Regions from separate parts of the Muntiacus reevesi genome. Here region 1 is linked to region 2. A link is a contact called in public Hi-C data. All regions are on one chromosome and are shown on one strand. Each heading gives the region's core, a stretch centred on a gene start, on an enhancer-like site or on the middle of the called end of the contact. The rest is flanking DNA. Distances are from core to core; before and after follow the strand shown.

Region 1 (5,058 bases), core at 2,030-4,529, 250 kb after region 2:
ACTGGGAAGGTAGGTACTGTATAAGGTGTCAAGCTGAGCCACTTTTCACTTGCAGGTATGAATGGAGAGTGCTGGTGTGAAACAAAACAGAACAAAAAAACGGGGATCTAGACCAAAAGAAAAGGGGCCAAAGGGCAAGTGAAACAATTGAAGTTAAGCTAATGTTTTTAAACATAAAGTTTATTGAGATAATTTTTAAAATGCTCTTTTACTATTCAGAACTTGAAATAAAGTTTAACAGTATTTTAATTTCAGAATGGATTAAAATTGTGTGTGTGTATGGTGCAGGAGGTGGTAGACACCATTGTTGGTAAAGGACAAATACTGAAAGTTTTTCTGTAGCTATTATGTACAAAACTGTCATTATATCTTTCAGTATAGGCAGATCTCTCCCTCATATAACTGATGTTTCTTGGCGTTTGGAATATCAGATAAAGGTAAAGTTTAACAAATGTTCTCTAGGGCAATTTAGGGAATTAAAAAAAAAAGAGCTGAAGACTGAAATCTCTGTGTTATGTTGTTTTAGACCAATCAACTTGATAAGATGTACAGACCTGCATATTTGGTGACCTTAAATGTAGAGGTATTTATACAGAAGCCCTGTCTAAAAATTAAATGTATAATGAAATTTTCAATTTCCTTGATTTAAATAAACAGCATTTTTTTCTTCCCTAGAATACTGACTCCCGATCCCACCCAGAGATTAGTTTTAGTTGCAGCATGGAACAATTACAGGTACAGTATTAGGATCTGTGAATATGCCTATCTTCTTATAGATTTTTAATTGTGAATTATGCCCATGGAAAGTTCAAAAGAAAATTAACCATCTGTCAGTAGACAATGAAGGTTGGTTAAAGAATTATTGGGAAGGGGGTTTCAAAAGAAATATTTTAAAATAGGCTTTTGAAATTAAGATGTTAACTAATAGAGAACTGGTCTGGTTTGCTGTTCCCTTCAATTAAAATAAACTTGTAGTGTTGAGTGGTAAATTCTATTTGTGATGTGTTTGAGCCAGTAGGACAAAGGAAAAGAAAGCTTGGCTTTGAAAAATGTTCTCTTTGCTTTCAGAAACTTTGAAAACGTGATTTTTAAACAGTGGTTTTAAATGACTTTTTATAAAGGGGCAAGTTAAAAAAATTCTGAAACTGTTCATATTGCCTGTGTAAGACACTGGGGAAATTCAAAATTACATTGATTAATGGACATGACAACGAATTTATTTCTTAGCACTTAAAAAAAAATTAAGGACATCACTTCAAATTTTGATGAAATTGATTTTTTCCAGTGGAATCTCCTGCAGAGTCGTTTTAATGTAACCATTAATTGAACTTTAAACTTTCAAAAGATGTGAATACAGCATTATCCTTGTTAGATAACTGGAGAAATTTAATTTTGGTAAACCTTGAGTGTTCAGAAGATTCAGTTAGAAACTATATTTCACATCTGAGGGCAAGCATTTTGAAGATGAGACATTTTAGAGGAAAACTTTACTTTGATAGTGGTTTGTCAAAGGTTTAAAATCTTGAGTTTAAAATTGTTTAGAAAGTGTCTCCCGACTTTTTTCTTGCATCTTTCTCAAGCTTGGATACTTCTCTCTTGCGTTTTATCCTAAAAACGAGCCATGGTATACATCTTTCAGGACTTAGTAGGAAAACTTAAAGATGCTTCGAAAAGCCTGGAAAGAGCAACTCAGTTGTAACTTGGGAAAGTTAACGATCTGCCCGGATCTAGAGGAAGACCAGGAACGTCTTGCCGTCCGCTGAACCATCATTTCTGCAAGCTGGATGTCTTCCTTTTCAGAACAGATTTTTTTCTTTTGGGTTTCTGTCACTCATAAGTTTTGACACTTTATTTTTTTACACCTCTGGAAGGGTTAAGAGGGAATTTCTGCCTAAGTATTTGAATCTTTAGTATTATCCGTACACTTGATCCCATTTGATCTTTTCCACGTCTTCCAAAAGGAAGTAGACAGTATTACATTCTGAATAAATAAGTTGTTCTCACAAAAGAGTGGTGAGAGTTTGTCTGGATTTGAGTTTGTTAATTATTACTTTGAAGACATAGACACGATTGGCGTTAACTTTTAACGATCTCCTCTCCTCAGGATTAAAGTTAAACACTCTGGAAGGATGCGATCTCCGGGGTTGCTTGAAGACCCCAGCTTCGGGACGTGGGGAGCGGGCGCGGTCGCCCAGCGGCGGGAGCCCGTCCGTTCCGTTAACTGCGCCCGAGGGCTCGCCCGCAGCCCGACCCTCGCCCGCGGAGCTCCGGAGGCCCGGGAGGGCCGGCCCCGCGCGGAGCCCCTGCCCGGAGCGGCCGGCTGTCCGCGCGCGCCCCGCCTCGGCCACTGGCGGGCGGGAAAGGGGGCCGGCGCGGCCGCGGGAAGACTGGGGCGGGCGCTGTTGTTTCCGCGAGCCCAACTCGGGCGCAGGTTCCGCGCCGTGGTGCCGGAGTCTGGGCCGCAGCCCGTGGGGCCGAGCGGGGGGTGTCGGCCGGCGGTCTCCTCGCGGACATGTGTGCCGCGGGTGGAGACGGACGGCGGAAAGAAAGAAATAACGGGGGTTGGGGTGGGCTGAGCTGCGTGCGGGGCCGGAGCGATGCCCGCGCCGTGAGCAGGGTGGCGCGTGTGGCGCTGTGGAGAAATGTCTCCGCAGCCGCGCCAGCGCCGCCGCCGCGCCGAGCGAAGAGGAGGAGGGGGCCGGGTCGCGCTGCTCCGAGGGGAGGGGGCGGCCGCGGGCCCGACTACACCGACACTAATTCCCAGGCCGCCCTTAAGGAATGAGGGGAGCACGTGACCCGGTGGGGGGGCGGCGGGGGGAGGGGGCGGGCGGACTCTGAGCCATTTTGGAGCCGGTGTCAGTTTCCACTCTGCCTTCAGCGGTGCATTTTTTTTTCCACCCTCCCCTCCCCCGTCCTCAGCCTTCCTCCCCTCCCCCCGCCTCTCCGCACGCACACACACGGCGCCCCCCACCCGCCCTCCTCCCTCCCAACGGCAACTATGAAATAATAATCGTAGTATTAAAGGCAGAGATCGGGCGAGACAATGGGGATGTTGGCGAGGGAGCCCCGATCCGGATTAGAAACACCTCCCAGCCCCGCAGAATAATACTGATCGCGCCCCCTCCGCGCGCTCCCTCCCCCGAGTGCGGAGCGGGAGGAGGCGGCGGCGGCGGCGGCCGAGGAGGAGGAGGAGGAGGCCCAGGAGGAGGAGGCGTTGGAGGCCGAGGAGGAGGAGGAGGAGGCCGCGGAGGAGGAGGAGGCCGAGGCGGAGGAGGAGGAGGAGGAGGCCGGGCTCGGGAGGCAGCATGAGCCGAGCGCGGCGGCCGCCGCTCCTCTCGGCTGCGCTCGTTGCCCATTGACAGCGGCGTCTGCAGCTCGCTTCAAGATGGCCGCTTGGCTCACATTCATTTTCTGCTGAACGACTTTTAACTTTCATTGTCTTTTCCGCCCGCTTCGATCGCCTCTCGCCGGCTGCTTTTTCCGGGTACGTAGGAGGCGAGGCGCCTCCGGGACGGGGCCTGGGGGCGGCGGGGGCCGCGCGGGACTCAGGCCGGCCGCGGGTGGACGGGGAACGGCCCCCCCCAAAAGCGCCTCGCCCGCGCCGGCCGGGAGGGCGCTGACAGCGTGGGCGCCGAGCCCCGCGCCGCCGCCCGCCGGCCCCGCGCGCCGCCCGGCCCCGCGCGCCGCCCGCGCCCGCGAGCGCGCGCCCGCCGCCGCCCGCCGACTCCCGCGGCGCCGGGACCGACCCGCAGCCCGCGCCGCGCCGCCGCCGCCAGCCGGCCTCGGCGCCGCTCCAGCCGCCGCCCGCTCCAGCCCGGACGCGCCGCGCGCGGCCCCACGTTTTAGTTCCTTTCTCCCCCGAGCGCCCCTCTACACCCTCGCGACGCACATGGCCCCCGAGAAGAATACTTCTATTTGCAGCCTCTGCGGCTCTCCCGGCCACGGCGCCCTTTGTTGAGAGGTAGATTTTGATGAAACGGGGACGGGTGCCTGAAATCGGGAGCTGCTTGGGTCAAGTGGCTTCCCTCCTATCCCGAAGAAAGGGCTTTGGAGGGGTTTAAACAGTCAGAGAACGCCCCCATTTTATAGGGACGGGTTGCTTGGGGGGCCGCGATCCCGCCAAGGTGGATGTTAGGCTGAAAGGAGCCCGAACAAAAATGTTATTAACTTAAGTTGGAGGGACACTTGGGTGAATTTAGATGGCTTGTAAGATGGCGGTTCCCAGTTGTTTCCAAGGTCTCCTGCGTTTGTGTTTAAAATGGTAAAGTTTTCAAGGTGTTATTTGTTGAGAGTATCGGATAAGTTCTTCAAATATTACTTGGGAGGTGCTCAATGGGAAGTGGGCATTTCAAATTTGGAGCTTTTTTTGGAGTGATGATGGTGAGTGGACGTTAGTCTTGCAAGAGGTTTCCTCTCTTTTTCCTCTTTTTCTTTTTTTCCCCGTCTCAGAGAATACAGTTTTGTTTTTTGGTTTTTTTTCTTTTTTCCACCTCTAGTATGGGATGCACTTAGAACCATGACTTAAGTCTACAACGTTTTATAGGTTTTACTAAATGTCAGCATAGGTCATGTGGTGAAGAGATGCTTTGGAGAAAGGAGCACTAAAAAGTTGAAGGCATATGTTTATGCAGTCTTTTGGGTTTGACAGCCGTGTAGCACGATCTTTTTCCCAGAGATTTACAGTTAATAATTGGAAGTAAACAAGTATAGAGACTTTGATCATTCCCAATTGCAATAAAAGGATTTAGTGGGCTTAGTAGTCACGGTTCAGTATCTGAAATAGAAGCATGTATTAACCCCTTCCCAGAAAGTAGGCAAAATCCTGGGCATATTTATTCAAATCCAAATGTAGGTTGGTGATGCCTAGAATGTTATGTGTAATTCAACTTATGTTTTATAGGAAACTTAACCCCCATGTTCTGGAAACATAAGCCACACTACAGTCTAGAAACTTAAGGATGCCAATTGTTAACAGCATATGCTAACTTAAGACTATGTTAACATTTGAGTTTTATTTTAAGTAGAATTCCTTTGAGGTTGATTTTATGAGCAAATTTA
Region 2 (5,278 bases), core at 18-2,517:
AAAGAAAACGATCTTGTGCTACTGGCTGAGCTCCTCTTCCTGGAGCACCCCAAGTGCCTCTACTGCCCCAGCACTTGATGGCTCCTTCTCTGACTTCCCGAACAACACAGCAGAGGCTTCAAGTTCCTGCAGATTTCTAAACGGGGCTACGAATGCTTAATCCAACAGGCTACACACATTACAAAGTACAGTGCGAGAAAAACTTCTGCAACCCAGACGCCAACCAAAAGGCATTCCTACCTTTCCGGAAAGACAGGAAAGGAGGCTCTTAAAAGGATAAGTGGTAACTGGGAAGGTGAAAATTTAGAGGGAGACACGACCACCTTCCCCACAATCAGAGGGGCAGGAAGAGAAAGGGTTTAGGAGTAAAAGATCTACCCCCACCACTCCTCCTTCCTTCAGCACAGCAGGGTGCAAGGATCTCCCCCAGAATGGCAGAGGGAAGAGAAGGGATCCCCACCCCAGGCTGGTGGCACCGTCCAGACTGTCACAGAGACCGGAACTTGAGAAGAGGAGCCGGGCGGTGAAGGACTGGGGAAGGCGGGCCATTCCCTCTGCGCCAGGATAGAAGATCGTGGTCAATAGGACAGAGAACGGGAGCCGAGTCCAGGACGACCAAGTCTTGCCCCGCAAGCCCGGCTCCCTCGGAGAAAACCCGGTCAGAGCCCGCCCCACCCCCTCCTTTCCGCCCCAACCCACACGTTCTGCCCAGGAGGTGCAGCCTTCGAGCGAGCGGGCGGCCCCGCTTACCTGCTGCACCCCGAGGAACTGGTAGAAGTTGAGCTGCACCTCCTCCACCAAGTCAAATAACTCCAGGTCTCCGCTCTCCCATCCGCGCGCCGGCCCCGCGGCCGCCAGCAGCAGCAGCAGCAACAGCAGCGGCGGCGGGAACCGCACGAGTCCCGGCCGGCGGCGCGGAAGAAGCCGGGCCAGCCGGGAGCAGGGCGCTGTCATCGCGCCGGGCTCGGAGAGGTCAGCCGCCGCGCAGAGCCGTCGGCCGAGACCTGGGGACGTGGCGGGCAGCGCGGACTGTGGGAACACTGCTTGTCAGTCAGAAGCACGGGCAGCCGCCCTGGAGTCTCCCGCCCAGCGGCCGGTCCTGGCCAGAAGGCAGGGGCGGCGGAAGACGACGAGCGCTTCGTCTAGTGAGAGCGCGGACAGAGCCGCGGGCGGCCCTAACCTCCGCGGACCCTCACCCTTTACCCAGGCCTACAAACAGCTGGCGAGCCAGCGCCGGGCGCTTAGGTAGCGCGGCGAGGGGGGAGAGGCTTCCCCTCGCCTCAGCCTATCCCAGGCCTTGCTTCCGGTGACATCACGTCTCCTAGCAACCGCAGAGAGGAGGCGGGGCCGGAAGTAGGGGTGCCGGCGCCCCAGACCTGGGCCTCAGCAGACTGCTTCTCAGTCGCTGGCGTGCTCCGCGGAGCCATACGGATGTTGGCACAGATTAAGAGACGTGGACAGTTACAGACATCGCGCATCTATCTGGAACGTCCTAAGTATCCGTGAAACAGCTACCTCCTTGTCCTCCCCCAGATATTGAAAACTAAAAGCATATTTGAAAACTGAGTTATTGATTACAGCCTCTGTTTCATACATTTCATTATTCCATCCCCCAAAATACAGGAGGAATTGAACCCAGGGCTTGAAAGGGGCAAATCTAGTGAGCAGTCTAAAGTTTCCTTTTAAGAGAGGTGAAGAAGAAATAAAATTTGAACCAAGACAAAAAGTGTACTTCCAATAATGAAATAATATTTACAGGCATAATACCATAAAAGAGGCAACCAGGTAGAAAGTAATAAGCATGACAGACATTCAGAATCATAGCGGTAAGTGCAGCTTATCGCCGTTAGCCCATTTACAATTGGTGCTCCTTTCCCAATTGACGTCTATTTTTAAAGACATTTAAGCTAAAAACGCGTTCTCTCTTTCCCACAAGTGTCTCACTTCCTATTCTTTTTTCCCCTCATCACTATTGCTTTCTTTTTTGTGAAGCTTATTTTCTTCTTAGCTTTCTCACATTTCTCCTCCCTGACTCCCTACTCTTGCTGAGGAAGTAGAAGGGAATAAATACATGCTTGTATAACTAAGGATGCTTCAGCAGTTTTGAGAGTTTGATCTCCTTTTTCCCATTTTGGATCCCAACAGTTGAATTAAGCTCAATAGGATTATAATAATACTCTCATAGTAAAAAGTGTTGTGTTTGACAAAGGTTAGTAGAACAGTATCCAGTAGGTAAATCTTACTTAAATCCTTCCATTACTGTAGAGTTTAAAAAGTATTTTTAAATAGCTATGAATGCTTAAAAATAATACAATATAATGCTTGAATTAATCCTATTTTGAATTCATTGTGAGGCTTTACTTTCAAAGATACAAGAACAGGGGTATCTTAGTCTTCAAGGGCTGCTGTAACAATATACCACAAACTGGGTGTCAGCATGGTCAAGTTCTGGTGAGAACCCTCTTCCAGGTTTCAGAGGGCTTCTTTCTTGTTGTACCTTCACATGGTGGCAGTGTGGGGAAGGGGGATAGAGATCTAGTGTTTCCTCTTACGCAGAAAGCGAAGAACTAAAGAGCCTCTTCATGAAAGTGAAAGAAGAGAGTGAAAAAGTTGGCTTAAACCTCAACATTCAGAAAATGAAGATCATGGCATGCAGTACCATCACTTCATGGCAAATAGATGGGGAAACAATGGAAACAGTGAGAAACTTTATTTTCTTGGGATCCAAAATCACTGCAGATGGTGACTGCAGCCATGAAATTAAAAGTCGCTTGCTCCTTGAAAGAAAAGCTATGACCAACCTAGACAGCATATTAAAAAGCAGAAACGTTACTTTGCCAACAAAGGTCTGTCTAGTCAAAGCTATGGTTTTTCCAATAGTCACGTATGCATGTGAGAGTTGGACTCTAAAGAAAGCTGAGCACTGAAGAACTGATGCTTTTGAACTGTGGTGTTGGAGAAAAGACTCTTGAGAATCCCTTGGACTGCAAGGAGATACAACTAGTCCATCCTAAAGGAAATCAGTCCTGAATATTCATTGGAAGAACTGATGCTGAAGCTGAAACTCCAGTACTTTGGCCACCTGATGCAAAGAACTGACTCATCAGAAAAGACCCTGATTCTGGGAAAGACTGAAGGCAGAAGGAGAGGGGACGACAGAGGATGAAATGGTCGGATGGCATCACCGACTCGATGGACATGAGTTTGAGCAAGCTTCGGGAGTTGGTGATGGTCAGGGAGGCCTGGCGTGCTGCAGTCCATGGGGTCACAAAGAGTTGGACATGTCTGAGCAGCTGAACTAAACTGAACCTCACAACTTGGGCTCCACCATCATGACCTCATCTAAACCTAATTACCTCCCAAAGATTGCACCTCCAAATACCATCACATAGGGAATTAGGACATCAACATAGGAATTTGGGTAGGACACAAACATTCAGTCCATAGCAAGGGATATCACCTTTTCTGTTTATCCCCAGTGCTGAGCACAATACATAACGCATGCTAGCATTCATTTAGTTGAATTGAATCCTGTGAATACCTCCCCACCTTCATTTCTCCCCCTACGGTTTTTTAGTTTGATTTTTGATAGATCAGTTTTCTTAAGGTGAAAGGCAACTTTACTAAGTCTTTAAGTTATCTTACTGTTTATTGAATGAGTAAAATGAAAGCATAAAATGAGAGCAATAATCTTAGCACTACTTTTATATAATATCCCAACATTGATCTTTTCTCCTAATTTGACCGTTAAATTAAGTGCAATATAACATTTGAAACTGGTGTCATATTGCCATTGATATTTTAGCAATCTGATATTTCCCTCCTGAGCTCTATTCTTATGTTGTCCAAGAACCCCAAGGACTTCCTCCATCTAAAGGGAATGGTTCTCTTTCCAAGGCCAAGCTGAAGTAGAACTGGAGTCTGTTCAGTACAACACTATTACTGTTTCTCATTGCTATGAGGTTTTGCTCTGGCAGCTTCTTCCTACTCAGCTCCAACAGCACTGGTCCACTCCGAAATGATGCCCTTGCTTGTTCTGGTCTAGGTCTCTGCAAAGACCACAGTGATATTTACATTTAGACTTCTAGTTTGGCGTATTCACATGTTCTATCTTCTCCTCTAGAGCAGTAATTCTCAAACTTTTTGGCACCAGGGACCAGTTTTGTGGAAGACAATTTTTCCACTGACAGGGTCTGGGCGGGGGCGGGGTGGGGTGTGCGTTGGTGATGGTTTCAGTTTCACCCACGCACCTCCTGTTGTATGGCCTTGTTCCCGTGGCTTGGGAACCCCTGTCCTAAAGGACAATGCAATTGAATGAATCATTTGTTGATGCCAGAACTAAGCAAGCTCCCAATGGACAGCTGCTTTCTTATCTGGTGACATTTAATGATCCTGGGCATTGACTGATGAAGCTTAGTCTGTAGAGGCAGCGAACACAGGAAGAGAGAAGCCAGTGAAATGTTTAACGGTCATGTGAGTTGTGTAATGGATTGGAGACGTAGAGAGGAGCCCCAAACTTCCAGCCAGCTTCCCCACAGAACATTTGCTGAGTCCTGGGGTAGTGCAGAAGCCCAAAGGACTGAAGGGTAGGAGGCGTGAAATTTCCCCACATTCTACCAGTGCATGCAAAATGAACTCTGCCTAAAAAGAGGAGCCTGCTTCAGATATACAAGTAGTCTTCCCCCTCAAGACATCTGCAATATTTCTGAAGTTGTATGAGTAGGAGGATAAAGATCTAAGTTTAAAACCTCTGAAAAGCAGAACTAAAACTGCTGGGCTGAGGAGATAGAAACCTTGCAGGCTCTCTTATCAAAATCCCAGAGGAATCACACCTAAGAAACAGAGAAAGCAGAAGTTGAGTGAATCTTACCAAAACTCTAACCCAATCCCAACCCAGTTCAATCCCTGACCCTCACCCCATTTGTCTATTTTCATCTGTAGGGGAAAATATCATCATCTCTATTGCCTATTTTTTTAGTATAAAAGTCTGGTATATGACAAAAAATTATGAGATGTGAGACAAACAAGGAAATTTGACCAATATGAAGAGAGAAAAGTAGATAATGGAAGACCTACAGTAAGCCAGCTACTGGAGTCCAGATAAGGACTTTAAAATTTCTATTATAAAAGAAAAAGTGTATAGAATGGATTAGAAGATGTAGAATTTTAACAGATAAACTGAATTCATAAAAAGGAATCAATGGAAAATCTCAAATTTAAAAGTATACTATCTGAAATAAAAAAAACTTGGTGGGTTTAACAGCAGAACAGAGGATTA

The links. Hi-C and Micro-C count contacts between places; a contact is called where the count stands out from the background.
Region 1: a Hi-C map of blood shows a contact between it and region 2, with 4 times the contacts expected there. The contact joins the promoter of BMI1 here to the promoter of DNAJC1 in region 2. A contact is called at or near these places in 2 of 3 Hi-C or Micro-C datasets (blood and muscle).

The regions. Positions count from the first base shown.
Region 1 is chr2:23,011,949-23,017,006 of mMunRee1.1, forward strand. It overlaps BMI1 (BMI1 proto-oncogene, polycomb ring finger), which reads left to right and starts at 3,280. Exons shown (of 10, transcript XM_065921081.1): 1 at 3,280-3,484. COMMD3 (COMM domain containing 3) reads left to right here. Exons shown (of 8, transcript XM_065921085.1): 4 at 1-9; 5 at 377-437; 6 at 527-583; 7 at 676-735; 8 at 1,640-2,008. The coding sequence ends at 1,699.
Region 2 is chr2:22,759,525-22,764,802 of mMunRee1.1, forward strand. DNAJC1 (DnaJ heat shock protein family (Hsp40) member C1) reads right to left here and starts at 1,268. Exons shown (of 12, transcript XM_065921080.1): 1 at 751-1,268. The coding sequence starts at 954.